Linked DNA regions of Mus musculus: regions 2 and 3 are each linked to region 1. Evidence: chromatin contacts called from public HiChIP or PLAC-seq and promoter capture Hi-C data. All regions are on one chromosome and are shown on one strand. The core of a region is the stretch at or near the end of the contact, and the rest is flanking DNA. Distances in the headings are between cores, read along the strand shown. Region 1 holds the start of Daam2 (dishevelled associated activator of morphogenesis 2). Region 2 overlaps Kif6 (kinesin family member 6). Region 3 overlaps Kif6 (kinesin family member 6).

Region 1 (3,938 bases), core at 1,099-3,598:
CAGATTTCTCTGAATCCAAGACTGACCAATGATGGGGACCGTTCCCTGTACTGAATCAAAAGAACCTGGAGGTCAGGGTATGGGAAACAGGACCATGGAGAGAAAGTGAGTCCCCAGTGAAGCCCTCTGCCTCCCACAGCTCTCCAGACACAAAGCACCCTGACTCTGCTTGCTGTGCTGTGAGCCCTGCTCTCCCAGCCTCCACCTTCCCCAGCTTAAGCCAGAGGGTTGTCTCTTCTTCTTCTGTCCTGATGGGGGCACAAGTATTCCCTGAGTCTTTCAGCATCTGGAGAAGTTTTGAAAACCGGACTAAGTCAGGTTAGAGCGGGCACAACTCCTCAGAGGAGACTGAGACAATAATAGCGCCCTTGTGTGGGTTTTTGTGTTGTTTTGTTGTTGTTGCTTTAAAAGAAAAAAAAAAAAGAAGGAGGTAGGATGAAGTTCACAATGTGGATGGAGAAATCGGAGAAATGCTTCCATGCCCAAGGCAAGAATTGACACCACAGTCATGTCTGCGTAAGCACGAGCCCCGTGCGCATCCACAGAGACCCAGCCACCACTGACACACTCTTCTTCCCTGTCTCACATCACCACCACGCACACACTTCATGGCATGGCTGCCTGCTCAGTCGTTTCCGGTACTTCCCAGGGGGTCAATTTGTATAATTTTTAAAATCCTCCCCAAATCTCAACTTCCTGTGGTTCTGTTTTTATTTCCAGATTTCCTTCCTTCCCGTGGTCTGTTCATTCTCTCTCTCTCTCTCTCTCTCTCTCTCTCTCTCTCTCTCTCTCTCTCTCTCTCTCTCCCCACACCCCCCACCATAGGGTGAGTCCAGGCTTCCTCCCTCCCATCTAAACACTGTTAGTTGGCTCTACTGCAAGATGTAAAACCAGAGACTTCAGAGACAGCATGGCTGCCAATCCAGGCTCTCTCTCCGTCACTTGTTTGTCATCCCTGCTACAGACACATGCACAGGACTGTACACTGTGTATTCTCTGGTTGGTGGACCCCTGTGGCCACCCCCCCAAAACAACCCTGCACAACTTCATTCTCTCCTGAGAAACAGATGCCACACAGAGAAGGACAACACAAAACTGGAAAAGCTCTTGAGAGTCAGAAAAGTGACTTCCGTGCCCCTGGGGACTTCCAGACAACCCCCCTGGGGTGGGGGGAGGACGCTGCCCTCCCCCCATCCCAGGAACTGGCCACACACTCCCCAGGGCTGCAGAGAAGCAGCCAAGGCAGAGAGAGAGAAGGGTTAAACCAAGCCCAGACTCCAGCAATCTGTGTTCAATTTTGATAAAAATCTCTCTTGCTCTCCCCTACCGCCCCCTCCCTCTGCCCACAGCTCAAACAAGTCTCTTTATGTTACCAGTATACATTTTGTTTTGGGTGTTGCAGCCCGTGTCCCTCCCAGAGAACCTGAAGTTAGCCCACTATGGGCACATGGGGCAGAAACATCCAACCCTGCTCCTGACACAGAGCTGGACACAGGACTATAGCAGCCAGCAGCACTATCATCTCCTCCTCCTCTCCTCCCTTCTCCTCCATCATATTCCTCCTGCCCTCCCTTCTCCTCCTCCTCCTTCTCTCCCACCCTGTTACCTGTGGCCACACTAAATCCTTTCTGCGTTGTTAGAATCCCAGTGCATCGAAGGTTAGACCCCAACATAGCAAGAGTTTGGACTGTCCCACAGGTGCCAAGGGCCACAGCCTGGGGATTCTCTCTCCCTGATCTCCCTGATGCTTCTCGGCATGCCCAAGGTCCCGCTATCTGAAGAACAAGAGCCACTCCACTAGGCTGCCCATCCTCCTTGTTAAGGCCCTGCCTACAAGTGGGAGCTGTCGGCTTGGAAAGACTTCAGTCCACCTAACAGAACGCACACACCGAAATGGGCAAAGTAGCCACCGAAGAAGTTGTCAGCATCTGGGAGCGGGGTGCTATCTATGTCGTTTCGCTCAAGCCATCAGGAGTCTAATTGCAAAGCCGCTAAAAAGTTTTCCAAAGTTTTCCGAAGCCGTGTACAGTGAGTGGCCCGATGCACACACTCCTCACTCCACCCCCTCTGCACGCACACACAGCCCACTCCAGGATCGGAGTCTCTGCAAACATTTTCCAGAACAAAACAGGCAGCTGCTGGAGGGGCTGCCTTTCCGACGCCAACGCAACAGGGAAAAGTAAAGCGGCAGAAAAGTGTCCTGATGTCTCCCCGCGCCTAAGTCTCCAGTGCTGCACCTACCCTGAGGCCCGCATGGCACGGTGAGGCTGCTGCTGTCCCGGCTTCCCGCAGGCACCGCGCTCCGCTTGCTCAGCTCAGTCCTTGGCTGCTCAGGACTCCGGAGAAAGCAGGCTGTTCCCTCCCGGCCGGCCTCGCGCCGCCGCCCGCCCCGCTCTGACGTCAGGCGTCTTGGAGCTAGGGATATTTATGGCTAGGAGAGACTCTGGCTTTTTCCCCTAGGTGCTGATCCGATGGCAGCAACTTGGGAGTTGATTTGCAGTTTTCACGCTGGGAACTGACTGGGACAGAGACAGCCACCGGTACACAGCAGGACCAGCAGGACTGGGGCCCGCTCTTTCTCACTTTGGCATCCAGCCCTTCTTGGGGGCTGCCTCTTTTTGGAAGCATATCAGGGTCAAAGAGGCTAAAAGTGGCCATCTAAGCAGAAGCCTCCCCTCCTCTGGCCAACTAGCAGAGGACCATGTGGGGAGCCAACTATCAGGCTGGAAAGCAGGGTGCCTTCGCTGGTCAGTGTATGCCTGGAAGGTGTTGGCAAGAGAGATAAGCCAGCAGCACAGAGCAACCACTAATTAGAAGGCTTGCACCACACCCTAACAACTTTTCCACTTCTTCTTTGGGAATTCATAGGGTTTTTTATAAAATTTATTTTTATTAAATTATGTTCCACACTCCTTGCCTCTTTGTATGCTTTTTCCAACTCAGAGCTGGCCAGTTCATCCGACCCTATTGCTTATACACGTAGTTCACGCCATATACAATAGCTTATTCATCCTCCAAAAGCTTGCATTTAGTGTTTTAAAATGTGGGGTTGTGGGTCTCGTTGGCCAAACCGGAAATGGTGTCAGTTAAGAGCAGCTGTCTCTATAACCCACAGTACCTTGCATGCCTATTTATTGTGTACCCTGCCCACACCCAGATGTCCCCCTTTCCAACTATTTATTGTCAATATTGGCAGCCACGTAGCAAGTCCTACATAAAAGCAATCTATTATTGTTATTATTGTTAAGAGAGGGGGAGTGGAAAATTATTTAGGTGTAGGAGACATATGGTTGACTTATTTACTGACCATCTGCAGTGAACCATCTCCTTTCTGAATTATCCCACAAGCAAACTTTATTGTGCCATCATAAAGAAACATGGGATGGGTTGAGCAAAACAGGAAAGGAAACCGAAGGAAAGGGAATGGTCTCATTAGCACCGGCCCCCTGAAGCAGTTGGGAGTGTGTGTCTGCAAGACACAAACCACTGAGAGACATCTCTCCAGACAAAATGAGGAGCGGGATACATTGAAAGATGGGCAGATCTGAGAGCTGACTGGCAAGGTTCTTCAACTGGTCAAGGTACTGGTGGACAAGCCTGAAGACCTCAGCTGATTCCCAGAGCCTGCCTACATGGTGGAAAGAGAGAGACATAACTGCTGCTCGATGTCTTCTGACCTCCACAGGCATGTGGTGGCACATTCTACAAGTTCATAAACACACACACACACACATACACACACACACAACCAAACAACCAATCTAGCATATAGGAAAAAAAATAAATTTCTCACACACAAAAAATAAACAGACAAAATAAAAAAAAACCCTTAAACTTATTTAAATAAAATTTAAAGACAATTTTTGAAAACTTTTAAAAAAATCAAAAGGGAAAGAAGAGGTGAGGCAGAGCTGGGATGGGAAAAAAAATAAGAAAAG
Region 2 (3,867 bases), core at 1,266-3,765, 79 kb after region 1:
GTTTCAAGACAAGGGGACCCGGTGTTCCTGGTCAGCCTGGGCTACATAGCAAGATCATGTCTCAAAATTAAAAGTAATAATTAAAAAAAAAAAGTTTGTTTGGATTTTCCTGACTTTCTGTTTTGTTTGTTTTGGATTTTCCCGATTTTACACCAGTGCCTCTTCTCGCCCCTCCATTTGATTTCCTTGAAGCCATCCTTCTCTTTCTGGCTTGTCTGTGGAGAAGTCTCCATGTTGATCTCCTGGCTGTCTGTATTAGCGAGGCATGGAAGCTTTGCTTGGCTCTGATTCTCAGCCTCTGAAAAACTCCACCATATCATCTTTTACAATGAGCTTTTTAGGAAGTCTGCTTTGATCTTACCGGTCCTTTGTAGGCAGGGGGCCTTCTGGCATTGCTTTGAAGTACCTGTGCCGAGTACTCAAAATGGCCTTAGTGTGGACTGATTTTTTTTGTTTTTAATTCCCCCACTTTGCCTTTCATTTACCTCTTTGTTTTACGCTGTTTCCTTACATGCCTGAAAATTTAATTATGCGAGTAAAGAAAGCTCAGTTAGGGAGAATCCGAAAGTGGATTTGAAGAGGAGCGCTTCTGGGCATGCTCACAGGCTTTCTGCCGGGCATGGTGGAAGAGCCTGGGTCTGCCATTTCCTATTCTGTGCTAATGTGATGCGCTGTAGGACTTTGTATTGTTTCATCTTGTTGCTGGATGTGGTTCCTTCTTGTAGCTTTAAAAACATTCCGAGTCGGTTACCTCGCATATCAGTGTTACTTTGTGGCATGGAGTTGTCTGCCTATGGGGTGCGCATATTCTCTGGATTCGCCCACAATTGCTTGGTAAAAGTACTGAGCAGGAGCCACTGGTCTTTGAAAGCATCGTACAGCGTCAGCGTGTCCATCACTGCTGTTGAGATGCCCCGATGGCATCTCAGCACTCTGTCCCTGGGGCTTTCCCCCAGCGAACTTGCAAGCTCAATCCGATTCAGTTTAGGCATCTCGTCTTCTGAAGAAAGTATGTGTCCCGAGTTCCATGTGAACCACACCAGGGGAGTGAATGCGGAGGAGCCAGCGCTCTCTCTCTCTCTTTGCGCTTCTAGCATCTCAGTCGAAGAAATGTTCAGGTGAGCCACAAGCCAGCCACTTGGCACTCTCTTTCCTGTGTTTGCTAGGGCTGGCTTCTCCTTGACCAGAGAACGTTCAGGACCTCCTCTCTGGTTGTTTTCCTGCTGAACGCAAAACTTGACTTTCTACAGTTCAGAAGTGCATAGAGTCCATACATGGCTTGATTTCTCTATCACCTTTCTGTGTCATTAATCATTAATAAGTTCCTGGTAGTTTGCATTCCTAAAATTTCAGAGTTTCTTTGTGACCGAGTGCTGGAGAGACTGGGCGTGGTTACTTCAGGTTTCCTTGCTCTAACAGTTTTACCTGTAATTACAATGTTCCTCGGAATTCTCTCTTTCAAAGGGAAGCAGTGCAGGATCTAGTGTCAGTGGGAGCCTTTCTGGCCTGATCCTTTTTCTGCTGACCATCTTGGTCAGGGTCCCTGACCTGCTCCAAGATCCTGTCTCACTTTTCTCTAACTGGGTCTTTGAACCTGTATTATACAAAGTAATGATGTGACCGGCTTCACAGAGGCGCTTGGTCTGGGTGAGCTTTGCATTCAGGCTGCTGATTTTTTCCCCCTTTGGAATGCCAGCTACCAGCTTTATCAGGAAGGCTTGTTGCTTTCTGTGTGACACATTTCCCGGCTCCCCCGCCCCCGCTGGTGCCACGTTCACTGCGTGTTCCATGTCCAGTGCTTGCCTTCACCTTTTCCCATGTAGGAATAGGATGAACCCCTATTTACTATATACTACCCGTTCCCCTAATATTAACATTAGTTCTGCTCTTTCCAAATGATGGTTTAAGACTTGGGTAAGCTTTTAAATCAATTATCCTCTCATGCTCCTGACTTGTAAATGTGTGTGTGTGTGTGTGTGTGTGTGTGTGTGTGTGTGTGTGTGTGTGTTGGCCTATGTATGGCATAGAGCTCCTGCACAGGTCAGGAGTCACTCCCTTCCTCCTGCCTTGCTTTGAGGCAGGGTCTCTCTGATTGTTTTGGATGCTATGCTGTGTAAGTCAGGGTTTGCTTTCACTTGTGTGTGGGACCATTGCCCATGGTGTCTGCTGTGAGTCTTTAGCATGTGAGCCCTCTGTTGTGAGTATTCAGCATGTAAGCCCTCAGTATAGCCCACTCAGAGCACACCCAGGGACCTTACAATGGATCTTACAATCTTCCCTTCCTCCACGCTTTCTCGGTGTTTAATCTGTGCCCCGTGCTTTTGTCTTTATGCATTGATGTCCTACAGCAATTAGCACGAAGCTCAGTATGTGACAGAAACACATCGCACATGGAATGGAAAAATCAAATTAGCGACTTCGTAGATTAAAACACGCCCGTGATTGCAGTTGGCACTTCCCCAAACTGCCTGACTAGATGTGAATTTCAGGTTTGAACTAGGCGGCAACCACAGCACCCTCATGTGGTTGGTTTGGGGAGGGCCAGAGGCAGACAGTAAGAGCTGAGTGGGGTCTGTGAGCCAGCCATACCCAGGTACTTGACTTAAGTGGTGCAATCCCAATTGACGTTCTGGTAAGGGGTAACCATACCATCAAATGATTACTCTAGAGATGTAGAGAATGTCTGCTAGGATATTCCTCAAACACTCTCTGGGTCCAGGGCTTCTGTTTTCTCTTTCTCAGAAGACTCGTAAAATCGTGACACATGGTCATGTTGTGAGGCAGAGCCCTATGATCTCCTCAGAGGTCTCCAATGAGTGACAACTTGTTTGTCTATTTCACTAGAGGTTGTGGGTAGGTTTCCCCACTAAAGAACCCTCTCCAGGAGAGCCCCAGAAGAGCAAGTAATCCCTACTCCTGCCTAGCCTGCTCAGAGAGGCAAACAACATGTGTGCGCCACCCTTGGTTTATATCTACAAGTCTAAGCATGCTGAAGGTCCAGGTACCAAGATCCAAACTGGACCACGCCTGCTGACCTTGGACATGACTGGGCTGCACCAACACCTTCAAGCGCCAAGCTGTGCCATCCAAGGTGCCATCATGCCTCTGACACCTCACAAAGATTAGACACACACGCTATTCCCAGCAGCAGTGCCTTCTGGCATCTTGTTTGAGAGAGGCGGGGAAAGTAGTCTGTGGTCAGAGGTTAGCTAAGCTGTAGAAGGATTTCCAGAGCCTGTTGTTGAAGCTAGAATTTTTTTTAAAGTAGCTGGGCATAAGGGGGAGAAGGAACAACTTCAGAGGTAAATATGAGAGGTAAAAATTATGTCAGAGTAAAGGAAGTGGTTGACAAACTCAACGATGTATGACACAGAAACATAAGGGTGGGTGAGCTGCTGTATTCCCAGGAGAGCCTGTCCACCCTGGCTGGGCACATCCACATGTGTGTGCTCCATTTAACATGCAGGGGTGATGCTTAACATCTGCATTCAAAGAGTAAGGGAACGACTTCTGCCCTCTTCTCAGAGCCAGGGAGGAGGCAGGGAACCACAGGAGTAGATTTGTGTCTGCAGAAGTAAATGCTTTGTGAAGTCATTAAGAAGTGACCTTGGCGTCATTTAGCGAGGGCTGTTCTGTTAAGTTTTTTCATCTGTTTGTTTGTCCTGGAGCGGGCTTTTCCACCTTATAATATCAAAGCGTTCCTGGTAAGAAATATTAAGATAATACATTTTAGCCTCTATCTCGAAGATCAAATGTCTGCATAAGTGTTAAGTGAAAATGAAAAGGTGAATAATTTGTTTTTAAAGTGAATTGATTCAAGTTAACTTTTTAGCCATTAAGGAAAATTAAAAAAAAAAAAAAAAGAAA
Region 3 (4,113 bases), core at 264-2,763, 130 kb after region 1:
CCCTGATCTCAAGCTATCCGAGAGAGCTATAGTAGTAAAACCCACATGGTATTAGCATAAGAACAGGTTGATCAGTAGTAGAGAATGGAAGACCCAGAAGTAAACCCACTCACCAGTGGACAATTTTATTAGTTGATTCCATACAGAATTTTAGGCCATTTTGAAAAGTTCTAAGGAAAGCCTTTGTGAAATGTACCTGCCATTTTCCACCTCACAAACACCCAAGTCTTTCCTATTGCCCACTGGGGGATTTATCTACTAATGACCCCCTAAAGGCCTTAAACCCAAAGCAGCCCAATCCTAGTGTGTCCCTGAATCAATATTGCCTAGTGTGTTCATTTCTCCCATGTTTGCTTCTTTTTTTTTTCTTTGATAAAACTAGTGGTCATAGCCTTGCCATTCAATGCACTTTATATACATCTTTAAGAATAACATTTATTATTTATTTATTTATTCATTCATTTATGCTTCATTCATTTATGCTTATGCATTTGTACATATGTGTGCACATGCCAAAACACACATGTGAAAGCCAGAAGACAGCATGTGCGTTCTGGGAATCAAACTCATGTCACAAGTGTTAGCAGCAAGCTCCCTTAGCCACCCACACATTGTTATCACCTACCCATGCAGAATTTCCAGCACTGACTTTATTGGGGGAGACAGGTTGAACGGGCTCTGTGTCCTGCGGAAGCCCACACAGCTTAGTGAGTGGATGCCAGGCTCTGCCCTGTCCTTCTGATTCAGCAGCTCATGTCCCTTCGTACCACAGTCATCACATTGACATCTGTCAGCTATTTCAAGCATGGATGTACTTCTGAATTATCTCAGAAGTATTCCAAGTATTTAGCACTTTCGTTTATCTCTTGAATTCAATGAAAGCAACCACTCATACATAAAACTATAAATGCAGATTGCCAGCTCCTGAAAATTCCTTATTATTCAGCCTGCTGACACGCCTGTCTTGGATCACGAGCTAACTGTCAAGATGTAATTTGTCAGCACAGAACGAGCTTTCCATGATAAAAAGAACACACTAATCATTTCTTTAAAAGAGAGAGGCGGAGGGAAGGGAAGAGAGAGAGAGACAGAGAGAGAGAGAGAGAGGGAGAGAGAGAGAGAGAGAGAGAGAGAGAGAGAGAGAGAGAGAGAGAGAGAGAGAGAGAGAAGGAGAGTTTTCCTTTGCACAGACAACTCTAGAGGTTGTCATGGAAACCAGAAAACATTTGCAAAACAAAGTCCAGATATGTAGGACACAAGGTGGAGTACGCTTTTCTTTGGTATTCAGCCTTTTACAGAAAAGTTGTTAAAGCCATTTCTTTATTCAGAAGTATTAAGTTCTGCAATCCTACCACTATTTTGAATAATACTTGATTATGTCCCGTAGGTAATTTTTTTCCCAAGTGAGTGTGAATGTTGCACGTACTGAACCACGAGTTACCACACCCCGAGGACCCACTCATAGCTGGTGTGACTTGATACCTCCTGACTCTCCTTGTTGAGCTGTTCCCGTCAACTAGTCCAGTGTATTTGGAGAAGGCATGCTGTATGTTCTCGTCAGACCACCTCCGCCCCTGCTAAGTCTATTGGTGTTTTCCTGGACGGGCCCCACCCCTGTTCTCCAGCACCCTCTGCTCACACAAGGCAGAGGGTCACTCTGGACCACAGCATCCCGCAGCACTTACAAGCTGCAGTCTGAGGCTTAGTGGACTTGAAATAGCTTCACTGAGGTGGGCAGGAGTTTGCACCTGGTGGCTAAAAAGAGTCAGAAGAGTTATGTGAGCAGGCCTATGCTGGCTCTGCCCGTCATACCCCAGCATTCCCAAGGTCTGCCAGCTGGAGGGAAAACAAGAAAAGCCTGTTGCAATTTGTGTTTTCCATGTTTTATAATTTTTTAAATTCTTTTTTTTTTATTTGCACAGAACATTTTTATTTACTTTGGGTGTATGTGTGTAGGTGTGGTATGTTGTCTGTGGAAGTCAGAGGACAACTAACAAAGATTATTTCTCTCCTTCCATTGTGTGGGTCCCGGAGACTCAACTCTCCTCCTTGAGCTTGGTGGCAAGCTCCTTTTCTCTTTGAGCTATCATATCTACCCAATCCTTGCTGTCACTAAGCTCTGAACATCCTTCAACCTTGGTACTTTCTTCCGTTTTTCTCTTGGAGTATTCTGGTATGTCTGGCTGACATGCTGACACCATATCTTGTTTACAGAGCCCATATCCATGGAAACTAGAAACACAGCCTGCTCTATAGTAGTCAGTCAGTTTTAAACAATTGAACTAGTAAGATGGCTCAGTGGTTAAGAGCACTGCCCGCTCTTCCAGAGGTCCTGAGTTCAATTTCCAGCACCCAAATGGTGACCCACGGCCATGTTATACAGAGAGACTTTGTCTCTGGAAAACAAACACAGAAACAAAAATCAAACAAAAAATTATTAAAGGAATCAGTACTGATGAAATAACAGTCATATATTAAGCAAAAACATTCTTATTTTATATATGTCTTTTAGTTCTTTTTTTGTTCTTGTATTTGCAAATCAATCTTTATTTCATGTGTTTTGTATGTTGTACCTTATTCTGAGATGAGTATTGCTATAACTAGGCAATGTTTTATTGTTTTGTATTGTTGGTCTTTGGGGCTGGAAGGACAGTTCAATGATTAAGAGAACTTGCTGAACTTTAAGAGGAGCCCAGTTCAGATTTCAGTGTTCATGTCAGGCGTCTCAGAACTGTCTCTAACTCCAACTGCAGTAAACCCAGTACCTTCTTATGGGCTCCAAAGATATCTACATTAATTTGCATAGACAAGCCTATACACATACATACACACACACACACACACACAGAGAGAGAAAGAGAGAGAGAGAGAGAGAGAGAGAGAGAGAGAGAGAGAGAGAGAGAGAGAGAGAGAGACAGAAACAGACAGGCGGGCAGAAGTTTTAAGAATAAATGTTTTAAAATAAATAAATTTGATCTCCAGTTAACAGGTTGTCTCCATTTAAGCCTAGGATACAAGCAGGACTGGCCATCAGGAACTTAGAACAGTTCTTTGTATTTATTATAAACTTATAGATTATAATTACACTTACTTGCAGAGTGCCTCGTGGGTACAGTAATTATTTTATATATCTAATAATTAGAGCGATGAACTCAACCCAAGTACTGAATCTGTCACTTGTAGCTCTTTGTGTGGGATGTGTGCCCAGCTTGCTTTCGGGCACAGTAGCTGATGCTCTGACATGGGGGAGTGGGGGTGGAAAGTGCCACCCTCAGGTCACAGCACCAGCCACCCTCAGTGATGTCACCATTGTTTTCTGAATATGGGTCTCTGATGAGCTATGAGAGTTGGTCACTCGTGAATGCACTCACTATCAACCTCCACAGCAGCCACCTCCCTATGCCTTATGCCCTCCTTCTTCACAGCATGCAGGTCCCCAGAGCTTGTCCTCGGAGGGGGCCTTTTTGGGACTTACAGCCCATCCGCATGCTTCTTGACCTCACAAGTAAGCACTTTCTCTCTTGGAGAGAAGCTTAATGCTCTGGGGGTTGGCATTATTGTGTTGAGTGTAAACAAGCTGTACTCAGAAACAGCTATGCCTGCTGGTGAACACACACATTCACACAGAATTCAACCCTATTTTAAATCTGTGAGCTCCAGACATTTTGGAAGAGAAGGCTACTTTCCAAATATCTAGCCTACCAGTGAAGTTGATGAGGGTGTATAAATTATTTTCCCAAGAGCTACTGAAAGTCTTTATACCTAATTCTTTGCTTAAAATCAAATCCCAGACTTAGGTGAGTGTGTTTGTGTGTACCACTGTGTGCTTAGAGGCTCCTGGACCTCTAGAGTGAGCTGTGTGACCCAGGGAAGTACAGGGACAGTTGGGAGACTGGACTGGCGTTGGTTGAGGGTGTTTATGCCAAAGTTATGGGAGAGAGTGCCCCTGGCCCTGCCACCCAGCAGTGTCAGGGGGATGCAGGAAGAGAAGATTGGATCTACTGTGCGGCTGTGCTCATTAAGACTTGGCTGAAGCCCTGATCTCTGGTGTGGCAAGTGAGTCAAACAGGAGTATTTCAATTACAGCGGGGCATTTAGCAGGTCAGTAACACA

Evidence for each region. Promoter capture Hi-C pulls out the DNA fragments that hold promoters and counts their contacts. HiChIP or PLAC-seq counts read pairs in DNA pulled down with a chosen protein or histone mark.
Region 2: an H3K27ac HiChIP or PLAC-seq map of heart atrium shows a contact between it and region 1, with 2.0 times the contacts expected there. The contact joins the enhancer-like site here to the promoter of Daam2 in region 1. A contact is called at or near these places in 5 of 39 promoter capture datasets (the 3T3-L1 cell line, 3T3-L1-derived adipocytes, cranial neural crest and 2 more), 2 of 484 Hi-C or Micro-C datasets (the HL-1 cell line and adipose-derived mesenchymal stem cells) and 3 of 115 datasets of contacts at active chromatin or transcription factors (embryonic stem cells, heart atrium and neural progenitor cells).
Region 3: a promoter capture Hi-C map of maxillary cranial neural crest shows a contact between it and region 1, with 2.1 times the contacts expected there. The contact joins the enhancer-like site here to the promoter of Daam2 in region 1. A contact is called at or near these places in 3 of 39 promoter capture datasets (the 3T3-L1 cell line, cranial neural crest and maxillary cranial neural crest), 1 of 484 Hi-C or Micro-C datasets (the N1E-115 cell line) and 1 of 115 datasets of contacts at active chromatin or transcription factors (fibro-adipogenic progenitors).

The regions. Positions count from the first base shown.
Region 1 is chr17:49,561,962-49,565,899 of GRCm38.p6, forward strand. It overlaps Daam2 (dishevelled associated activator of morphogenesis 2), which reads right to left and starts at 2,349. Exons shown (of 25, transcript NM_001379372.1): 1 at 2,242-2,349.
Region 2 is chr17:49,640,801-49,644,667 of GRCm38.p6, forward strand. The region is part of intron 3 of Kif6 (kinesin family member 6); the gene reads left to right. Among named protein-coding and RNA genes, the nearest start is that of Kif6, 28 kb to the left of the region's middle. Within about 2 kb of position 2,516, at least 8 of the 459 cell types and tissues checked have an H3K27ac peak or open chromatin away from gene starts, as enhancers often do. A contact at or near this core is called in heart atrium, where this site is marked.
Region 3 is chr17:49,690,083-49,694,195 of GRCm38.p6, forward strand. The region is part of intron 6 of Kif6 (kinesin family member 6); the gene reads left to right. Among named protein-coding and RNA genes, the nearest start is that of Kif6, 77 kb to the left of the region's middle. RefSeq lists an enhancer at 699-1,866. Within about 2 kb of position 1,514, at least 57 of the 459 cell types and tissues checked have an H3K27ac peak or open chromatin away from gene starts, as enhancers often do. A contact at or near this core is called in fibro-adipogenic progenitors, where this site is marked.